2 separate regions of the Gossypium hirsutum genome follow, and region 2 is linked to region 1. Evidence: chromatin contacts called from public Hi-C data. All regions are on one chromosome and are shown on one strand. The core of a region is the stretch at or near the end of the contact, and the rest is flanking DNA. Distances in the headings are between cores, read along the strand shown. Region 1 holds the start of LOC107916750 (endo-1,4-beta-xylanase 5). Region 2 has its middle 46 kb from the start of LOC107916774.

Region 1 (4,680 bases), core at 923-3,422:
AAGGTTGCATCAGGTCCAAGTCGTTGCTTGTAAAAATCAAAGTGGAGCATCTCATTACTGACATCCCAGTGTATGAATTCTTCTTTGTATTTGCTCATTAAGCTCTGTATCCTGGAATTAACTGCTGATTGTAGGTCAGGGCCTGCAAGGTTCCGAACCCATGCAGGCGTGTACTTGGGGTCTTCCCAGAATATGTTGTGGCCTCTGGCTATTATTTGGTGGCCTCTAACAAACTCCAGCATTTGGTCAGCTAAGGTGTAGTTGGTCTTCCCTTGATCTGGTTCTGTTGCATACCATTTCAGTTCATTTTCAAACACTGCTGCATTGAATCGTTCAACAAACCAGTTCTGGAAGACAAAAAGAAAACAAGATCAATTAGCTAGCATTGTCCGACATGTATTAAGAAATTAATACGAACACATACCTGATAGGGCAAATTCCCAAGAATGGTGTGTGCTATTGCAGAACCAAATGGAAAATCCTTTGAGACTTGGTTTATAGTTATTGCTGCTCCTTGCAACCTATTACCTTGTTGATCTGAGACATGTATTGTTACAGCACGCTTCCTTTGCTGGGGAAAAAATAGACAGTAAGTAATTTTTGTTAAGATATTGGACATTACCATTGTTGAAATATCATTTCACAAAGTGTGTCAACAGTAATTACAGTGTTAATCATGAATTGCTGGTTGAACCTCCATTCTTGATCAGTAAATGGCTGTAACGAGGAACTATCTATTGTTATATCAATATCTTTATCATCTGAGTTCTGCATATCCAGGACATTAGAAAAAAAAGGTTCTTAGAAGCAAAAATCAATGACAGCATTCATGACCTAATGCTCAATCTTTTTCACATATAAAAGCCTAAATATATATTGGTTTGAAAATAGGTTCACCTGGAATAGCAGTAAAGCTAAATTTGAAGGTGAATCAAGAACAAATCCACCTTTGAGAAATGACCAGCAACCATTCTTAGCCAAAACAGTCCCTATACAATTATATGTTCTGTTTTCTGTCTTCAAGCTTGCCCTAATGAGAGCTGAATTTGCACCTTGTATTTTGATCCAAGCTGTAATTTCACCAAACAGAGTAAGCCAATCCTGTAATGTTTCAAAATACAATTTGTCTGATATTCACAGTAGAAGTTTTTGTCTATGTTAAAAAGGCAGTTGCCTCTACAACAGGGGGATGTTCCTGAACTGGGGCCATATCTAGCATTTGCATATGTCGGTTGCCACTTTATGTGACAAATCCAAACCTTAAACATTGCCACTTGTTGGGCCACGGATGATACAGTGTGACATGCCAGTAAGTCAGTAACAGGTGCATTAAGGGTTCACCTATGTCGATGAACTTGTTTATTCTTTTTTTGAAGTATTTGTGTTTTAATATTTGTATCCGAAATTCATATAGATGGAGAACTTAACTGGAGAAACAGTACAAATTGCCCAGGGTGAGATTCTTCAAGAGAAAAGCTGGAGTGTAAAAACCAGTTGCAGTTTTGCCAATAATGGCAGGTTTCATAATGGGAGGCTCATCTTTCAGAATCCCTCCTTGGTACAGTGGCTCCTCTGGCTGTGCTTTACACTGCAACCAACAACATCATCAACAATTGTCATGGACATTGCGGTGAATCAAATAACTTCAGACTACATATTCATAATACAGTCAATAGATAAATGATCTATTCTCAAAACTGTTTTACCTCTGTGTAAGCACTAAAATCATATAAAGGCCCATCTGCAGCAATAAAAAGAAAAAGAACCCACTTAAGTTTTCTGAAAACCCCATTAGAATGTTTTGAACAGTCAAACCAAATGTAGAAAGGGAGAGAGAACCATATGAAGCAACCAAGGAACCACAAAGAAGAATGAAGAAAGCCCAGAAGCCACCAAAAACAAGAGAATGTTTCATGTTCCTGTTTTGAACAAACGGCTATTGGATTGAACTAATGCTGAAGCTTACATTATATACCATACAGAAAAAAAAAATGAAATGATTTCGGATATCAGGAGAAAGAGGGGGAGTGTACCTAATTAAGGTTTGTGGTGGGGATCACAAGGGAACAGTGAAAGGCCTATGAGAACCCGTGCCTTGCTCACATGTTTTACTTAAGGGTTTCATTTGATGTGAACTTTAAATAAACTCGTCTTTGCTGCTAAATGTCCAGATATGGTTATACAGGCTTAGACTCAACGTTATATAAGTGGGAAATTTATTTATTTTCTATCCACCCTTACTTAATATTAGTCACTTTAGCTTTAATGGAGAGTTGGCTTGTTGCTAAGAACTAAGTGCTGAGTCCAAGTTAAGTGTTTTTTTAATCTAAGATTTGGTTGTGTGCCAAACTCTGGTTTTTGTCAGCAAACTGAAACAATGTTCGTTTAACCAATATTATTAGAACTTGGGTTGCTTTTGGCCACCAACTTGGGCTGCTTTGAGAAGTGTAAAAGAAGAAATTTATATAATGGAGGTTCGAGGATTAGGTGACCAGTGTAACCAAGCACTGTTGCTAATACTGAGAGATTCCGAAATTAGTGTTTGGGGGATAACTTAGTTTTTGTTTTGATCATGGAGATTGGAAAACAAAGCACAAGTTGTACAAGGATTGAAGATGGGTAATTAATGGGAAGTGGGTTGGAAATAGGTGAAGTCTGCTTTAGAGTAAAGTCTAGTCCTCCATTGTCAGACCAGTTTGATTCCAGGGGTGCTTCATTCATGGCTAGAACTTGCACGCGTGAAGCGTGCATGATATTGGGACCATGCATTCACATGCTTTAAAAGTCAAATCACATTGAATGCCCAATCCCTCGGTTCCTCCATGGACGTGGAACCTGTTGGGCATTGAAGGAAAAGGTAAAGACATTTTCATTTTCACTGCAATTCTAGTATCACTGTAGAGTGGCCTTCAACCTGCCAGAAAGGGATGGGTATTCGATTTAGTTGAGTCGAGTTAAAAAATTTCGAGTTAGTCGAGTTGACGAATCCTATTTTAATAACTGAATTCAATTTGAATTTTTTTTAATCGAGTCAAAAAATTTCAAGTCGAGTTGAATCGTGTCAAGTTAACAAATCTTATACTTGATGTTATATTTACATGAACAAAGGAAAAAGGGAAAGTGTGACAATTCGGGAAGGAAAATAAAATTATTAAGTAAATATTTATCAAAACAACGTAATTTTACTTTTAACTTTATAGTTTTGAGTTTTAACTTTTAGGTAAATATTTATCAAAATAACGTAATTTTACTTTTAACTTTATAGTTTTGACTTTTAATTTTAAATAAGGTAAACATTTATTAAAATGACGTAATTTTATCTTTTCTTATTTAGATTTTCGAATAACTCGAATTAAGTGTGAACTTTCGGTCAAATCGAGTGAAATTGTTCGAGTTAAATTAGAAAAATTAATACTTTAAATTAAAATGTTGTTACAATATAACTATTTACTTGTTAGAGCATATAAATTTGAAACCATATATATTTGTAAACTGTTTAAAGCATAATAATAATATGATATTTTAGTACGATAAACTTGAATCATTAATCACTTAGATTCCAAAATTATTATTTTATAAAATTTTTAAAATTTCAACTTTTCTATATATTTTTTAGATTTTTTAAAAAAAATTATACAGATTTTAGAATTTTTATAAATATTTTGAATTTAAAAAATTATTTTCAGTTTTTGAAAATTATTTTGATTTTTTAATTTTTGTAATTTATGTTAAGAGAGAGACCAATTTGTTCATTTTCAAAATTGATAGGGACCAAAAGGGTATTTATACTAATCTGTTATTCATATTATTCAAGTTATTTGAATTGTAGAATTCAACTCAACTCGAACTCGAAATCCTAAATTTCTTATTCGAGCTTACTCGAATAACTTGATTCAATTAACTCGAAATTAATTTTTTTTTATTTTTTTGAATCGAATTAAATTTTACTCACATCTAATTAAAAAGATATTTTTCAAATCAAGATGATGACAAAATGTGGGCCTCTAAGACCATATTTTTGTAGCCCACAGGCTTTAATATGTCGATCAATTAGATACCGAAGACAAACTCGACTCATGTGACCCAAAAACACAAACAAGACTTTCAGAGATTCCTTCCTTATTTTCTTAGACCAGACTGGGCCAAATGAACCATTTTTTATCATGGGCAACCCAAATAGTTGCAAGATTGTAAGTTCTATAATTATTTGAACCAAGAACGTTAATATATATCTTGATAATCGTAGTAAATGCATTTAACCAAATGACATGCCTACCAATAGATCAATGAAGGCATATGCCATATGTTGCTGTCTTAACAAGAATTGAACAAAATTCTAACAATTTATTACTATTGCACGTTTTCTTTCGAGAGAAAAATCATACAATCATACTATTAATACAGTACTAGTGGTGTTCTAGAATCACTGATCACCTTATAAAATGATGAACCAGCTAATGGCTAATGGTGTATGCAGGATATCACTGAGCAAAGAGCTCATCAATCCTACAATTCCAGCCTTACCTTTTCTGCAGAATTGTCTATCATTGGCCATTAGATGCCGCCAAAGATTTCTTCGGTTTCCGACTGTTGAATATCTTGGTATAAATGTTCTTGGTTCTAATTGCCAGCAAAACATCCAACCCAAATCCAATAAGGGAGGCCATAGCCATTACGATA
Region 2 (4,680 bases), core at 1,036-3,535, 240 kb after region 1:
AATGAGAGACAAATAATTTTCTTATAAATCATTTTGCCTTTTTAACATTAGGAAGCTGAACAAATTAGAATTTTTGTAATGGAGGGTTACTGATTAGCTAAAATAATTTAATTTTCCATTGAAAGGGTTATATGGTTGCAGGGTTGAAGGAATACTGCTGAGTTATGGTTGGTGCAAATTGAATAGGTAAGTGGATAAAACGAAGCTGCTACATCATGTCAGGTTCCCCCTGTTAGTGCTACATCATGATTTAGCTAATCATGTTAGTGATTCTTTTTTTAATTATTTGATGTTCAAAGTCTAATGCGCCATAATCACAAATTAAATCATCAGCAAACCAGGTTATTCATCTGTCTGCTAAGTAAATATAAAATTAGTTATTCAAGGATTGCTCCATCTTACTTTTTTGTTTTTTTGTTTTTTAAAAATATTTATTTAGAAGTGAGCTCAAAATTATATTTTTTTCAATAATAAAATAATCTTTAAAAATTAAATATATCACATATAGAATAAACTTATTTATGGACTAAATTACTCGCTCAAGTCTAAAAGCTCTCCTGAGTTGAGGGAATTTGGGAAAAAAAAATAAACCCAAAAAATGGACTTGAAAAAAAATTAGACTTGTTTAATGTTTTATTTTATGTATTTTTATAAAACTACTTTAATGGAAACATTAAAAATGTTAAGATGATTGTATATAAAATTTTAATAAATAAGCATGTATATTAAATTTAAAAATAATACAAACATATTTTTTAAATTTTATAAAGAAAATATGGATGAGGCTGAAATGAGTTTGGATTAAATAATTACAAATATGAGAGGTTTCGGTAAACATAAAATGTGTTAATATCATACCTAAATCAAATCTCAAAGTGTCTTAACTCAACCCACAAATATCTCTAATATTTTATATATATATATATAATACAATGTGTCAAACTCCTAACTGAGATGGAAATACTAATTTCTTTCCACATTGACTGCCTAAAATTTAAGTATAAAATTTAATTTTTTTATCGTTTTAAAAAATTGTTCAAATTTTCACAAGTATAAAATTTATTTTTTATCCTATTTAAAAAATTGCACAAAATTTAACAATAATTTTTTATCAATATACTTTATTTTTTAAAAACAGAAATTATCCCAACAATTATTTAATCAATATATATTATTTTTTAAACACAAACTATCCCAAATATTTTTAAATGAAAATTAAAAATTATTTTAAATAAACATTTGTATGTGTATTAATAAAAGTATATTAAATTAATAATTTAATCAATAAATGGGCTAGATTTTATTAATATACAAAAGAAAAAACAAAACAGCATAAGACCCAAAATTGACAGGCTTAAAAGCAAAGAAAGAAAGCATAAATAACCTGACCCAACAACATAATGCCCAAAACCAACCAGTCCTAAAACAAATTAAGGAAAAATAATTCAAAATACAAATAAAGCAGACCAAAAGATTGACCAGCCACATTCAATGATGAAAAAAGCCGCATCAATTCATTTCCACATTTCAAGACCAAGCGGTTACATCTTCCAAGAGAACCAAAAACCCTCTTCCATTTATTTTCCATCGTTCCCGATTCTTCCATGCCCTAAACACAATAACTCCTTCAATCTGATTCGCGCGGCCAGTCGTCTTCCATTCTCCGTCCGCCAAATCTGGAAACCCCACCTTCCATGTAAGTTTGCTCATTCCTTCTTAAACATTCTGTCGCTAGTATATGAGAAAGTTGATTGGCTTTCCTGTTCACATGTTGAAATCGCACCCACCAGAATTTTTTCGAAATTTGTTGAATATTCCTTTTATAAGCACCAATTTCCGACTTATCAAGGGAATTTATTCGACATTTATTAACAACTGATAACGAGTCCCCTTCAAAGATGAGATCTGACCAACCCATTTCCATACTTGTTTGTACTGCCCAAGAACATGCAAGGGCCTCTGCAGCGAAAGCGGACGCAACTTTTTCATGAAGTATTGTTCGTGAGACCCGAACCCAACCACCAGTGTTTCTTGCCACAATTCTAGAGCAAGATTCAAGACAATCTTTGTCAAAAGCCTCATCAAAATTAACTTTGATGAGTTCACCATATGGGGGAAGCCACTGGTCATTCGCACTCATTCTTGTAGGCCCATCTAACTCTGATTTATCAATTTCCACCAAGTTGCAAAGTAAATCATTTGCGATCTTCTGTCCAGTTCATGAACCCGTTTTGTTTCTATCTAACCAGATTGCCCATAGTGCTCCTCCAAACATCCTCCTAGTATGGTGATTACCGGCCCAAATCTGCTCTGTTTAAAACCCAACGAAGGCCTAATTGTGACCTTACTTCTACTAATACAGGGCAATTTCTAAAAACATGGTCCCAATTTTCCATACCCCCCGTACATCGAGGGCAGACAGTATTAATCACCAAGGTTGAAGGTTCAGATTTGTAAATGTAGGGATATAATTGTTAGCAATTCTCCAGATTATAATCTTAATCTTAGTGGGAAGTTTAAGGCTCTAGAGCTTCCTATAAAAAGCATTAGAAATGGTCTGTAAGTCATCCAGTGTTCACCCTGCTACACCACAAAGTCATCATGTCAGCTCCTTGGCAGAGGCGATTCTAGGGGGCTGGCATGGGCCTCAGCCCGAAAAATTATTATTTAAACTTTTTAATATTTTTAAAATTTTAAATTAGTAAATGTAAAATTACACTTTGATCCCATAAAAATATAAAAATTTAATTTAATACTTAAAAATTATAAAAAATATAGACTATACAAAATTAAAATTTCATTCAGCTCCCCCTTAACAAATTGCTTTGGCTTTTCCCCTATTCCTTGGCTAATAGTATCCACAGAATTCATTTCGTATCCTTAGACGAGAAGGTATTGAGCACAATCTCCTTATTCCAATCTCTCGTAGTATTATAAATAAGTTACGCCACAAAGGAAACAACATTATTTTGCATGTCATCACATAATTTGTAATTAATTAAACCTAGAATCCATGCATGCTCTGAGATTAAAATGCTTTCCCTCGAACCAGCCCGCCAACACAAGTCCTTTTGCAATAAACCTTTGGTAGCCCAAATACTATTCCACGAGTAAGTCGGTAAATTACCTAGCCGTGCATTTAAAAAATCAGAACTAGGATAATACTTAGCTTTTAAAACACAAGTTAATAAGGAATTTGGTTGATTAATAAGCCTCTAGCCTTGTTTGGCAAAAATCGCAATATTTGAATTTTTTCAAATTGCAAAAGCCCGAACATCCATCTTCCTTTAGTGTGCAAAGTCGAGCCCAATCACACTAATGTATCCCTTTCTTACCATGCCCTTTTTGCCACTAGAACCTCGCTAATATACTTTCAGTTTCCCTACGTAACATCTTGGGTAACAAAAAACATGCCATCGAATAGGTTTGGATGGCTTGTAACACCAATTTTATAAAGACCTCCCCCTTGAGAAAGGAACCGTGTACTCCACCCATCAATCCTCTTCTTGATTCTATCCTTTAATGTTTGAGAAGTAACTTTTTTTTGTCGTCCCACCATATTTGGTAAGTCCAAGTACCTCTCCGAGTCGTTTAAGTAACACACTCTCAACTATTGCGAAATTAGCTCACGATCTAATTCTCGAGTATTTGAGCTATAAAATTCGTAGATTTATTATAGGTGACACATTGTCCTCCCTTTAAAATTTGGGCACCTCGCTCACTCGTTTCCCCGAAAAGGACAGTCATTAGCAAAAAGTAAGTTGGAAATTTAGGGACCTTGTCTGCTTACTTTCACACCTTTTAACAACCCTTCCCCCAAAGCAAGACGCATGAGGGTGGATAAACCTTCGCTACAAATTAGAAATAAAAAAGGACTTAACGAGTCTCCTTGTCTAAGTCCTCTATGAGGTCAAAAAGAAACTTTTATTTAGCTATTGATACTAACGAAGTATGGTACAGTTGATACATATCTCATAATGACCCCGGCCCACCTAGAATCAAACTCCATGCGTTCCATCATATTCTTAAGAAATCTCAATTCAACCCAATCATATGCCTTATATCTAATTTAAAGCCCTTTTTCCCTATTTTTTTGTCGAAATGTGTGTAATAATTCATAAGCAAAGAGCACATTACTCGAAATTAAATGTCCCGAGACAAAAGCACTTTGGGCTTTATCAATGCAAACTTCCGACACCTGTTGAGAACAGTTTGCTATTGCCTTTGCTATCAATTTATAAATAACATTATAGAGACTAATAGGTCTAAAATTTACCATCTGTTTTGGTTACGACACTTTTGGAATAAGAAATATATGTGGCATTAATTTGTTCCATCTCTTTCCCTTCATTTAAAACTTCTAAACAAAAAGAGGTTACATATTCACCTATGATATGGAAACATTTTTGAAAAAATAATATCGAAAAATCAACCCCCGACGGTTTTGTTGGCCCCATATTTTTTAAAGCCACAAAAATCTCCTTTTGTCGTATACCGAGTTGTTAGCATTATATTCAAGTCATCTAAAATGCAATAGGTAACCCCGGATAGAATATGCTCCATAAAACTTATCTCGTTAGTAACCAATAAATTTTGAAAATATTTGGTCGTTACTTCCCCCATTCTCGAAGTTGTCAAAATCTCATCACCATCTTTAGTTTCGAAGCTTTTTATGGTATT

The links. A called contact is a pair of places that touch in the nucleus more often than the background predicts.
Region 2: a contact with region 1 is called in a Hi-C map of leaf, with 2.2 times the contacts expected there. The contact joins the enhancer-like site here to the promoter of LOC107916750 in region 1. A contact is called at or near these places in 4 of 34 Hi-C or Micro-C datasets (callus and leaf).

What each region holds. Positions count from the first base shown.
Region 1 is chrA01:105,959,874-105,964,553 of Gossypium_hirsutum_v2.1, forward strand. It overlaps LOC107916750 (endo-1,4-beta-xylanase 5), which reads right to left and starts at 2,173. Exons shown (of 8, transcript XM_016846117.2): 1 at 2,034-2,173; 2 at 1,840-1,919; 3 at 1,707-1,741; 4 at 1,429-1,588; 5 at 898-1,070; 6 at 667-768; 7 at 425-571; 8 at 1-347. The coding sequence starts at 1,915. LOC107916749 (protein NUCLEAR FUSION DEFECTIVE 4) reads right to left here. Exons shown (of 2, transcript XM_016846115.2): 2 at 4,228-4,680. The coding sequence ends at 4,545.
Region 2 is chrA01:106,198,531-106,203,210 of Gossypium_hirsutum_v2.1, forward strand. No RefSeq gene overlaps it. Among protein-coding and RNA genes, the nearest start is that of LOC107916774, 46 kb to the right of the region's middle. Within about 2 kb of position 2,286, at least 8 of the 9 cell types and tissues checked have an H3K27ac peak or open chromatin away from gene starts, as enhancers often do. A contact at or near this core is called in leaf, where this site is marked.